2 separate regions of the Mustela erminea genome follow, and region 2 is linked to region 1. A link is a contact called in public Hi-C data. All regions are on one chromosome and are shown on one strand. The core of a region is the stretch at or near the end of the contact, and the rest is flanking DNA. Distances in the headings are between cores, read along the strand shown.

Evidence for each region. Hi-C and Micro-C count contacts between places; a contact is called where the count stands out from the background.
Region 2: a contact with region 1 is called in a Hi-C map of fibroblasts, with 3 times the contacts expected there. The contact joins the promoter of ABL1 here to the enhancer-like site in region 1. A contact is called at or near these places in 2 of 3 Hi-C or Micro-C datasets (fibroblasts and spleen).

The regions. Positions count from the first base shown.
Region 1 is chr12:5,192,416-5,197,799 of mMusErm1.Pri, forward strand. It overlaps ABL1 (tyrosine-protein kinase ABL1), which reads right to left. Exons shown (of 11, transcript XR_004277661.1): 4 at 3,258-3,530. Among named protein-coding and RNA genes, the nearest start is that of QRFP, 26 kb to the left of the region's middle. Within about 2 kb of position 3,131, the one cell type or tissue checked has open chromatin away from gene starts, as enhancers often do. A contact at or near this core is called in fibroblasts, where this site is marked.
Region 2 is chr12:5,306,409-5,311,792 of mMusErm1.Pri, forward strand. It overlaps ABL1 (tyrosine-protein kinase ABL1), which reads right to left and starts at 3,132. Exons shown (of 11, transcript XR_004277661.1): 1 at 1,506-3,132. It overlaps EXOSC2 (exosome complex component RRP4), which reads right to left. Exons shown (of 9, transcript XM_032308736.1): 9 at 4,749-5,384.

The sequences.
Region 1 (5,384 bases), core at 1,881-4,380:
CTTAGGCACGTCCCGCCTGTGATACCGATAATACACAGGTAAAGGTAAGCCTAGGACCTGTTGAATTATGTCAGAACTCAAACCAGCAGTTCCCTTCAGGAGGCTTTTGGTTTAATTCCAGTTTCCCACCCATAGAGGGCAGCCTTGTGCACTCCTGTTTCCCAGTCTCTTCTGGTCTCGGGCCCAGACGGTACAGGACCCAGTGTGGCCTGGTGGATCACTATGGAGCCCGGGTTAAAGCACGGTTTTGCTGCCTCCTGGGCCGCCTCAAGACGGGTCAGCAACACAAAATAGGTGGCAGAGGGGGAAGGAGACAACGGAGACTCAGGTGCCCCGCTGGGTCCTGGAGAGAATGGAAGATCCAGCTGTAGCCGAAGGGCAAGTGAGTGTGGGCAGGGAAGGGGATCTCTAGGACTCGGAACTGTGGTTTGTGTGTTTTTCATGGTGTGTGAGGAATAAGCAGCAGAGTGACAATTAAGGAAAGAGGAAAGGAGCTGGGCTTTGAGGCAGGACGCCTGGGTCAGTTCCCCTGCCTCCCTCCAGTGCAGTTTCCTCAAGCAGTGAGCACAGGAGGACCCTTCCCTTACGGTGGTTGAAAGGATTAAAGGAGAGGCTACAGAAGGAGTGTCCCACCCTTCCGGGCACGTAGCAAGAGCTCAATAAGGATGAGCCATTACTGTCATTTAGAACCCAAAGTTCTCAACGTCTCCAGTGGAAACAAATGCCCCGAACAGTGACACTGACCTCATCTGACAAGTGGGAAACCTACCGTGACACGACCTCATCCGACAAGTGGGAAACCTACCATGACACTGATCTCATCTGACAAGTGGGAAACCTACTGTAGAGATGAGCTTTGTGCAGGGGAGGCAAAAAAAGGGGTAATTTATTTAGCATTTGCTTCCTACCGTATGTTGGGTTGACAAACATCTCTAGAATATGATGCATTTCCTTTTCCCTAATTAGCTATCAGCAGAGGTGACGACTCCCAGAAATCCATGCAATTAGATTCTGTAATTTTTTTCCCCCCAACTGTGGGACCATAAAGTTAATAAAGCTCTTGGGGAAAACCATTAAAAGTATAATAAAAGTTTAATAATACATTAGAGAAATATATTCTAACATGCACACAACTTCCAAATAATTGGGATTCACTGGTATAAGAAAGCCACCACTGCCAGTGACCTCCAGGAGGGGTCCCTCCTCCGGAATGGCCATCTTCAGTTGCTCAGGAAACAATACCACAGTATCCGCTGCTGGGCTGTGTTTCCCCCACATTTCAAGCTGTGCAAACTCTCACTCTTTCTAAAGCTTTCAGACACACCTTCCCTGGATGGAAACCTAGTGTATTTTGTGCTTCTGTTCTTTCTTGTTTCATTTTTGCAAATATTGGCAAATGTGTGGGTATTGCCTGGGCCTTTAACAGTTTCTCAAGCTGGTCAAGACCCAGAGCCGGGGCTGCTCTTCAGTCCAGTGCCAAATTGAGCTGCTGGAGCATGAGCACATGCCTTTCTCCCCGGCCTCACCTGGTCTGGCGGAGGTGGGACAAGGGCTGTTTCGTTTTTCCTATGGCTCGCCAACATAGCCACCTTTGTGAAGTGCAAATCCAATCATCTGTGCACCCAGTGCACCCCACTGTCTCCCGGATAAAATCCCAGCTCCTCAGGCGGTTCAAACCCTCTGCAACCGCACAGGCTCTTCACCCTCCGCCTCGGTCCAGGCCTCCGCTCCCCCCGCCAACTCCTGTTCCTCCCCTATGGCACCAACTTATGGTCTCCTTCGTGCTCTCTCCCTGCCAAGGAGAGCTCACCAGTAACTCCCCCCGCCAAAACCTTATTCCCAGGCGGTGTGACAGCACCCCGCTCCTGCCTCTAACCTGGCACCTACCACACCACACCGCGGTTCCTGTCATAGTGCCCATTTCTCCTCCTAGCTACACTGTTCCACTACCTCGACTAGCCTGAAGGAAAGAAGTCTATTTTCACAATCTCAGGGTTAAGCCCAAAGTCAGGCAAACAGAAGAAAGGAACTCGATAAATGCTTATTGTGTTTTTAAAAAATCATGCCTGGAAAGTATCCAGGAGTCCTCAAGGTGATCCCAAACCACGTTACCCCCACTCCGCAACCTACAAGTGTCAGTCCTGCCCAAAGGACTGATCTAAGGGGACACAATCAATAAGAGTGCCAGGAAGCAAGCCACCCTTGGTTTCTAGAACTAAAGAACACAATCCTTTCTCTGAAGAGTCACTTTACGTCAACCAGAACCCGTAATTTCCACTTTACTGTGCCTCTGAGTAAAGGCAGCAGGGAAGTAACAGAAGCCCTAAAAGGTGATCCGGCTCCAGGGGTCTCCAAGTGTGCACCCCACAGACTCCACAGAAGTGTGTGCACACACTTGGATCCCTTCCTCCCAGTCATGGATGTTTCCATTCTTTTTCTTGTCCAGTGGCTACAGGACTGCCTCCTCTCTCAATCCCTGTGCACGTTGTCAGTGTAATTGTTCCTTTAAAGCAAGTGAAAATAGCGTAGGTCAACACTAGGGGATGCTCTGGCCACGGGTAAAAGCTCAGCTCACATGTGGAAGGCAAAGACAGTCGCAAGCAAAACCTGTGCTTGAGCCTCCTCAAGATTTCAAAGGACATCAAATCCGCCAGAAAACTACAAACCCCACGCTTGAGCGGAAAGGGCGAAAAGTCCTAGTTAACAAGAATGACCCTCTGGTACCTGAGTCAGTAGGGAGCCCTGACGCTTCCTTCAGGCCTTTCTACACCTCCATTTCCAGAGGCCTGCACTCACACCACACAGAACTGGAACCTGCTAAAACACCCAATGCTCTGCCTTTCAAATCTGCCGACAAAAATCCACAGAACAGTCAAATGCGTTGTGGTTAAATAAATCCCCTTCTTTCAAAACTTAGTTTTTTTTCCTCCTTTTAACTCTCATAGGAAGTGATCCAAATGCCACACAGAGAGAACGGAAACCCACGGCTTTAAAAGAATCTTGCCATATAATGAAAACACTTCTCCAAATGACTCATCTTTTTACACGAAAAACCACAGCCCTTCTTGGCTCTCACTGTATGGAGGCACACGGATGGAGTCGGGGAGAGGGGCTGAACCCGTCTGAAGAAAGGCCCACAGAGGCACTTCCTGGGCACCGGTTACCCAACTCAGGCCTGAGCGCAGGGGCAGGCCACCGAGAGAGCCGCAAGCGGGCAAGGGCGGGGCTGGATCTAGCCGCAGCAGGCCCAGGCCTACCTTCAAGGTCTTCACGGCCACCGTCAGGCTGTATTTCTTCCACACGCCTTCGTACACCTCCCCGTACTGGCCTCCGCCCAGCTTGTGCTTCATGGTGATGTCCGTGCGCTCCATCTCCCACTTGTCGTAGTTGGGGGACACGCCGTAGATGGTGGGCTTATTGCGCTTGGGGGCCGGGTAATGGAGAGTGGTGATGAGCCCGTCGGCCACAGTCGAGTGATGATGAACCAACTCAGCCAAAGCGTTGAAGCGGCTCTCTGAGGAGACGTAGAGCTGAGGGAAACAGGACAGCTTTCAGCCCGCAGAGCGCACACAAACCCGAACAACTCTGATAAACCAGCTCTGCTGAGCCTGTCAGTGCACAGCAACCCCTCAGATAGACGGCTCTCCACGCAGGACGCAGTGTGCAGAAGACCACCCATGTTGTGTTTCTCTACACATGCTGTAATTTACTTGCTAAAGCAGAAGGTGTAACAAAATGCCTCAGGGCCTTTGCATCTGCTGCTCCCTCTGCCTGAAATCCTCCAGCCACCTAATCACCACATTCCTGGTTCTCTCTTACCATCCTGAGCCTGGCATAAATGTCAATGTCACTGCAGTCACCTGACCTGGTCATCACCTAGCACTAGTCATCATATCGCCTCTCTTACTTCTCTGCATTGTACTTATCCTGCTTATTTGGTCGACTACTTACTGTCAACACCTCCTAGAATGTCAGCTTCATGAGAGCAGAGCCCTAAGTTGTTTTAATCCTGTGTCCCCAATGGGGAGAATAAGAAATACACAGCACGTAATATGTACTCAATAAATAGTCGGTGATTAAATTAGTGAAGAACACAACTTAGTACCTATTTGCTGATTAAAAAAGAAAGCAAATTTTAAAAAAATCATTATGCTTATTACCTAAAACCTCTAATTATTATTTATAATTATATAATTATCCAGAACTACATAGTCATCAGAGATGGAAATCACTAAACAAAACATCAATCTTCTTCTCATTCTCACATCCTCAATTTGGGCTAAAAAGCTTTGGCAGCCCAGACTCGAAGACCCCAGCCGGATGCCCCTGTGGGATGCCCTGTCAGCACACTGCAGGGGTGAGTGTGGGGGGCGGGGGACTGGAGGGCCACACTAGGGCCGCACAGCCTCCTCTACTGTGGGGGAGTCAGGAAAGGGGCTTTCAGACACCAGCGCAAGCGAGCCTCCCTCTGAGATCTACAGCGGGCTCTGATCCCATGCACAGAGTCATGCACCTGTCACTCTCGCGGGATGCACCACGGAAGGAGGGAGGGACGGGAGCAGGCTGACAGGCCAACAGAAAGCAAGCGTGGATGGGGACAGCTATTTTTTTTCTTTTTTGGTTTGTTTCAGTGAAGTGGTGAGGGAATGCTTCCTTTGCAAAAAAACAATTCCACGTTAAAATCCAAACAGGACATCAGGCTCCAGGGGGACAGCAAGTAACCAAACCTTCTAACTCAAGAAGGGCAGCCAGCGACTGCGGAAGGTGGGGGGCAACATTAAAAATGACAGCTCCACGGATAATACATTGTATGTTAGTAAAAAAATTAAAAAAAAAAAATGATGACTCCAGGGACTCAGTGGGTCACGCCTCTGCCTTTGGCTCAGGTCATGATCTCAGGGTCCTAGGACCGAGCCCCGCATTGGGCTCTCTGCTCAGCGGGGAGCCTGCTTCCCCACTTCCCCGCCCCCCTGCCCCTGCCTGCCTTTCTACCTACTTGTGAGGTGTCAAATAAATAAATAAAATCTTAAAAAAAAAAATGACTTGGGCGCCTGGGGGGTTCAGTCATTAAGTGTCTGCCTTTGGTCAGATCATGATCCCAGCATCCCGGGACCAAGCCCCGACTGGGTTCCTGCTGGGTGGGAAGCCTGCTTCTCCTTCTCCCACTCCCTCTGCTTGTGTTTCCTCTCTCTCTGTGTTTCTCTCTGTCAAATAAATACACAAAATCCTTAAAAAAAAAAAAGTTAAGAATCACAACTTGCCCTGACTACTGAGATAGAGGAGGAACTGGGTTTGGAATAGCGGTGATGTGTGGGGCAGGAGGGAAAAAAAGGAACAGGATCAGCTGTACTAGAGCTGTAGCTATAGTATCTCCATTACTGAAA
Region 2 (5,384 bases), core at 1,882-4,381, 110 kb after region 1:
TTACCACTTTGATGCACCCTACAGACCCTGCATGACTTCTGCACCATTCGGGCAAAGAGTGCAAATAACATCAAAGTACTACATTAATATGAAAATGGTTTTAACCTCTCAACCCTCTCTGAAAGGGCATCAGGACACCTAGGAGACTATACCATTCTGTATGAGAAGAGCTTCCTGGAAGTGAGATTACTGGGTTATTGGTATATGCATTTTAAATTCTGGTAAGTTTGGCCAAAGCTCTCCAAAGAGTCTGTAGCAATTTTCATTATCTAAGGCTGCACGATCATCGCTAGTTAAAAACATAAATAATTCACTTTATATATCCTGAATTGGGAAATTACACCATAATGTAACAAATTCCTATATTTGCCTGTCTAAAACCAGGGCTAAAATGTAACTAATATTTCAAGGAAAAATATAATGCGAGTAATCCAATCATTTAGATGAGGTATTTTTCTGTAAGAAAGTAAACCTTCACAGTCAAGGAAGTGCGAGTTCATGCAACAGAGACCTTTGTTTATCGTGGTCACCCACTGTCAAAAGGCACTCTTCATGATGGAATTTCAAAGTGTGGGCCACCTGCACTCATCTCACGTTTGCTTATAGGGCGGGTGCGATCGATATTTCAATACGAAGTGCACAGTCTGAAAAATGTCAAGCTACCATAGTACAAACAGGCCCCTAATTAATTGGCTCACAGCTGGCCCCCGATCGGAGCATCAGTCTCAGCTGACCCTTTGCTTTGAAACTACACAAAGAATTATGGGAAGCGAGGATGGCATCGCACACACGGTCTGCAACCAAATGCCACCTGTGTTCACAAAAATGTCAAGGACCACCTTTCTTGCCTCCAGTGTCATCCAGAACAGGGAGAGGAGTTATAAAAGCTCCACCCATCCCTGGGGAAAGGATTACTCCAGCACCAGGTACAATAACCAGAAGGTGGGTATCCTCAATTCACAAGGGCCGCTGCTTCCCTACTCAGTCTTCCCCACGTAGCTCCGGAAGTGGGTATTTTCATGTCCTACTTACGACTGGAAAGGTCAAGGATATTAGTGTCAGCTGGGATCTGTGGTTCTTAACCTTTTGGGGAACACAAGCCACTCTGAGCATATGACGAAAGCTCTCTGTGGATGAAGCTCTACCGTGGGTAGAGCCCAAGCCTTGGGTTCCGAGCAGGATCGTGGACTCTGATCCCGAGAAAGCACTTAAGTCCAATCTCCTCAGGAAACTGGAAGAGTAAAATGGCTTATCTAAGGTCAACAGTGAGTTAGAAGGGGAATTAGGCAAGAAATAAGCAACCCGAAGAGATTTTGAATAAAGCCGTCCAGAGATCCTAGGTAACTTCTTATACAAAGAAAGTTCCACCACAAACCAAGAGAAAACTACAGTAACACAAGTTTTAAGTACAGCTGGACACAAGCGCCGCTGCCCACAAGTCCCTTATGCGTTCCTAGGCTGAAGACGCGAGGAAACAACGACCAGAAAGCCTGAAAAGCACTCACCGTGTTCCACAAAAACATTGCAGTGCGGGCCCCCATGCCTCGATGACTCCTTCTTCCCTGCTCCTTTGATAAAGTGCAGGGCAGGCAAACTTGGCCTTCTCTGGTCCCCAACAACTTTTCCAGGCTGCTGCCCCATAAAGTAATGATAGGCACCCCTTTCCAGAAGAGGGTTCGAGATCGTCCAGAATGGTCAGCGGGCTTAGGAGGAAACAGTATGTTTAGGATTTCACATTCACGGAATCTCCACCAGTCGGGAATTGAGGTCAATCGCAAAAAGACATCTTCCCTAACTAAAGGAAGCAGAGTTTTAGGTTGACATATGTAAACAGGAGTTCCGATTACTTCTGCAGTTGATCCGTTCGAAGTAATGTCATTGCAGTGCTACTCAAAAGTTGCTCGAGTTTAAGTGTCTTTTACTGGCTGAGTAAGCTTCTGTCTTTTCAAGAAGAAAAACATTCACAGGGATGCTGTAAAAGGGTCAAGTCACACTAAAGTCATTTCGATTCCCACACCACGAAGGAAATGTTGATCGCCCCTGGATGCTTCTCCAGAACTTTTCCTGTGGAAGTCACCCACCCCCTATCTTGGTTTCTTCATCTTCCGACAAATTTCCTGCCCAGCTAGCTGCCGCTCTTGCTTCTCTGCCGTGCGCTCCGGAAAAGGACACGGGTCACCCAGACTTCAGCGAGAGCTTGCCCTCGACTCGGACGAGAAGGAATGCATTGCCAGCAACTTTTAAGTCCGCTTTTTAAAAGGCCTGTGAAACCAGTCCAGACTTTTCCTCTGCATTAAAGTTTTTGTTTGGGCTGAGACTAAGGGGACCGTAGGTGACATTGGAAGAAGTCAGGGCATTGGAGGCTCCCGGGAGCAACCTGGGGGCAAGGGGAGGCCACCTGACAGCAGGGAAGGGATATGAATGGGGGGTGAGGGGAGCTCCGTGGCCAAACGAGGGGCCGCGAGACGGAGCAAAGGGCGGCTGGGGGGGTAAAGGGGAGGCTGCCAGGGCGGGGCACGGGCGGCTTACTCGGGGGCGTCGCTCCTTCCACGCCTCAGGAAACCGGGTGTCCCAGGTCTGGGGGAAACAGAGACCACCCCCAGTGTCCCAGAGTCGGGGCAGGGCTGTACAGGACGAAGGACCCTCGCGGCCCCGAAGGCGGGAGACGGGCGGAGGGGGGAGGAGGCCCGGCCGCCTCAGCTGCCCCGAGCCCGGGGGTCTCTGCCCGAGACACCCCCTCCCCCGGCTCCGGACGTGGCTACAGCCGCCGCCGCCAGGCAGTCACATTCCCGGAACTCCGCCGCGGGACCCCGCCTCCCCCTGCAGGTGGGGGCCGTGGACAACGGAGGGGCTCCTCAGCCGCAGGACCCAGGAACCGGCTCCGGCTCCAGCGCTGCTCAGGGACGGCCACCGACCCCCGCGGCCGCCATGATGGATTAGAAGCCGCTCCACAACGAGGCCAGGCCCCGCCCCTGACCCCGCCCCCGGCGAAGTCCGGCGCGCACCTCGCGAGGACCCGGGCCCTCCCGGGACCGCTCTCGGGGATGCCGCCGCGCCTTCTGCCTCTGGTCTCCCTACCCGCCAGAACTTGGCACCGCACGACCTTTTAAATGTGGTTTTTCCTAGCGCAAGGTGAGTGGTAAGGAAGCCCCGCCTCCCCTGTACGGCCATTGGCCTCTGAGAATCCGGGTCAGGTCTCTCTCCTGCGTCCCATTGGCCAGTGAGGGCAGTGAGGCCGGAGTTCCCAGCCAACCGCATTCGGCGCAAGCCGCAGGGTGTGCCGGGAGTTGTAGTCCTCCGGCGCCCGCCCCTGCACGCGCGCCCTAGAGATTTCTTGCCCTCTGCTCCCGGCTCCTGAGCTTCGGTCCCGCCCTCCAGGGAGCCGGTGGACTCTCGCCGGTCTCGCGTAGGGCTGGCCAATGTCTCTCCTGCGCGGGGAGCGACACCGGCGAGGAGCCAAAGCAAGGGGAAAACTGCGGATCGGATTGTCTCGGAACTGGAGTTGGATTACTTCCTTAAGCCTCCTTAGGGAAGAAAATTTGGCTCGTTCCTGGAAACCAAGGTATTGGGTGCCTTATCCTCCTTCCCCAAATTTTCACCTTTTCCTCAAGAAGCGTGAATATTAGAACTAGCGAAAAATAAATGACTGGGAAGCATCCGACATATTGCTCTCGAATTCATTGTTTCTCTGGGTTATCCCGAGGCTCACTCATTAAAGAAACAGCGTGTGTAAAGCACCTCTCGCAGGCAAAGCCTGGCGCAGGCATAGATGTCTGCCTAGAAAGAGCCTTTAAGATGAAACGACCTCATTTCACAGATACACATGTATGCGCGTGAGAACACCCTCTTAGGCGAGAAAATGCAGATTGCTGGGTTAGCGGGCCTAACCAATGATGCAGACAAGGGCAAATACACACTTGTGATCTGCAAAAAGCACGCAGGCCCCTTTATTCCCTATTACACAGCTAAAGGTTCAGAGACGTGACTTACTCAAGGTCACTTGCCTAGTTAGCATGTGACCAAATCACCGTTTGAGCCCGGATCGATTTTGCTGCAAAGCCCATGCTTTTCCCACTGCACTGTGCAACTGTTGGCCACGTTGGACAACTGATTTTTCAGAAGTTGCTATTCAGGGAAAACCACAGTCACATTATAGGTGTTGTAACCCTGTTACTATATTGTTACATATTTTATGAATATTTCCGCTGGGTGGGGAAATGGTAGTCATTTTGTAGATAGCGGCTTTGAGAATGGTCATGGGACACACTGAATGTGACACGTTTGAGAACTTGTTCCCAAATTTAGAACTCAAACTTACAAATTCAAGTGTGAGTTGGTTTAGCTTTGCCCTCTGGTGAAAGAACCTGGCCGGCGAACTTAGTCCTGACTTGATATAAATGCTACTTCATTCTTCAAGCATCGGACACCCTGGTTCCCTTTACTCACCCATGATCTTGTCCTGATTTTTCTTCTTAGAGATGTTGTTGCCTTTCTATTCATGCTCTAATCATTTCCTGGCCATCACCCATCGAGAACCAGTCTCAATGCTGGAAATAGAGTTTCTGGACCCACGTTCGTTCACCATCGGTCCAACCCATTCTCTGAAGGGTTGCTTCATACCTAATGCTTACGTCTATTCCTGACTCATAATCAAGCTCAGTAGGAGCTTAACCAAGTCACTTTCTTTATACCGCTTTCTTTGTTTCTTTCATTTCTAAGTGGAGGTCCTATCTGCTCACTATCAAATCATCTTCTCCAGCTGAGATGATGCTTTAGGGGACAATGGAGAGGCCACCTGGACCTGATCTAAAGGTGTATCCCCAATCTCCACTTTCCATTCACCAATGTCTGATTGGTGAATCCCAAGCCTAGATGCAGTATTTTCTAGAGATGCACTATACCCTTTAACTTCCTGCATAGCACTGTAGAATGACACTTCTGAGGACTTAAAAAACTAAAATGCAGAGCCCAGCAAATGCCAGATATCAACGTAGCTAGATGTTGAATAAATCCCTTTAAGTTCACATATTCTCAGTTCTGTCTAATTTTGTCCTCAGTTTTATGAAGCAAAGCAATCACAAGTTGCTACTTGGATTCAGTGCCAGTGTAAAAATTTCCCCTCCTTTTTGAAACGTCCACTGGAATTAACACTCGGCAAGCACGCCCCCTAGTGGGCCACGAAGAGTAGATCATCCCCAAGAGGTGCTTTCAGACCATTCTTAGTATCATTCCCATTGGCAGGTAAATTGCCATTCCGGATATACTGAATGAACAGCACAGGCTGGCAGCTTGGGAGACCAGACCAAGCGAGAACAAACTTTCAGAGAGCTCACAAATGATCCCAGTCAAAACTAAACCAAATCGGAGACTTCCCACCCTCTCCT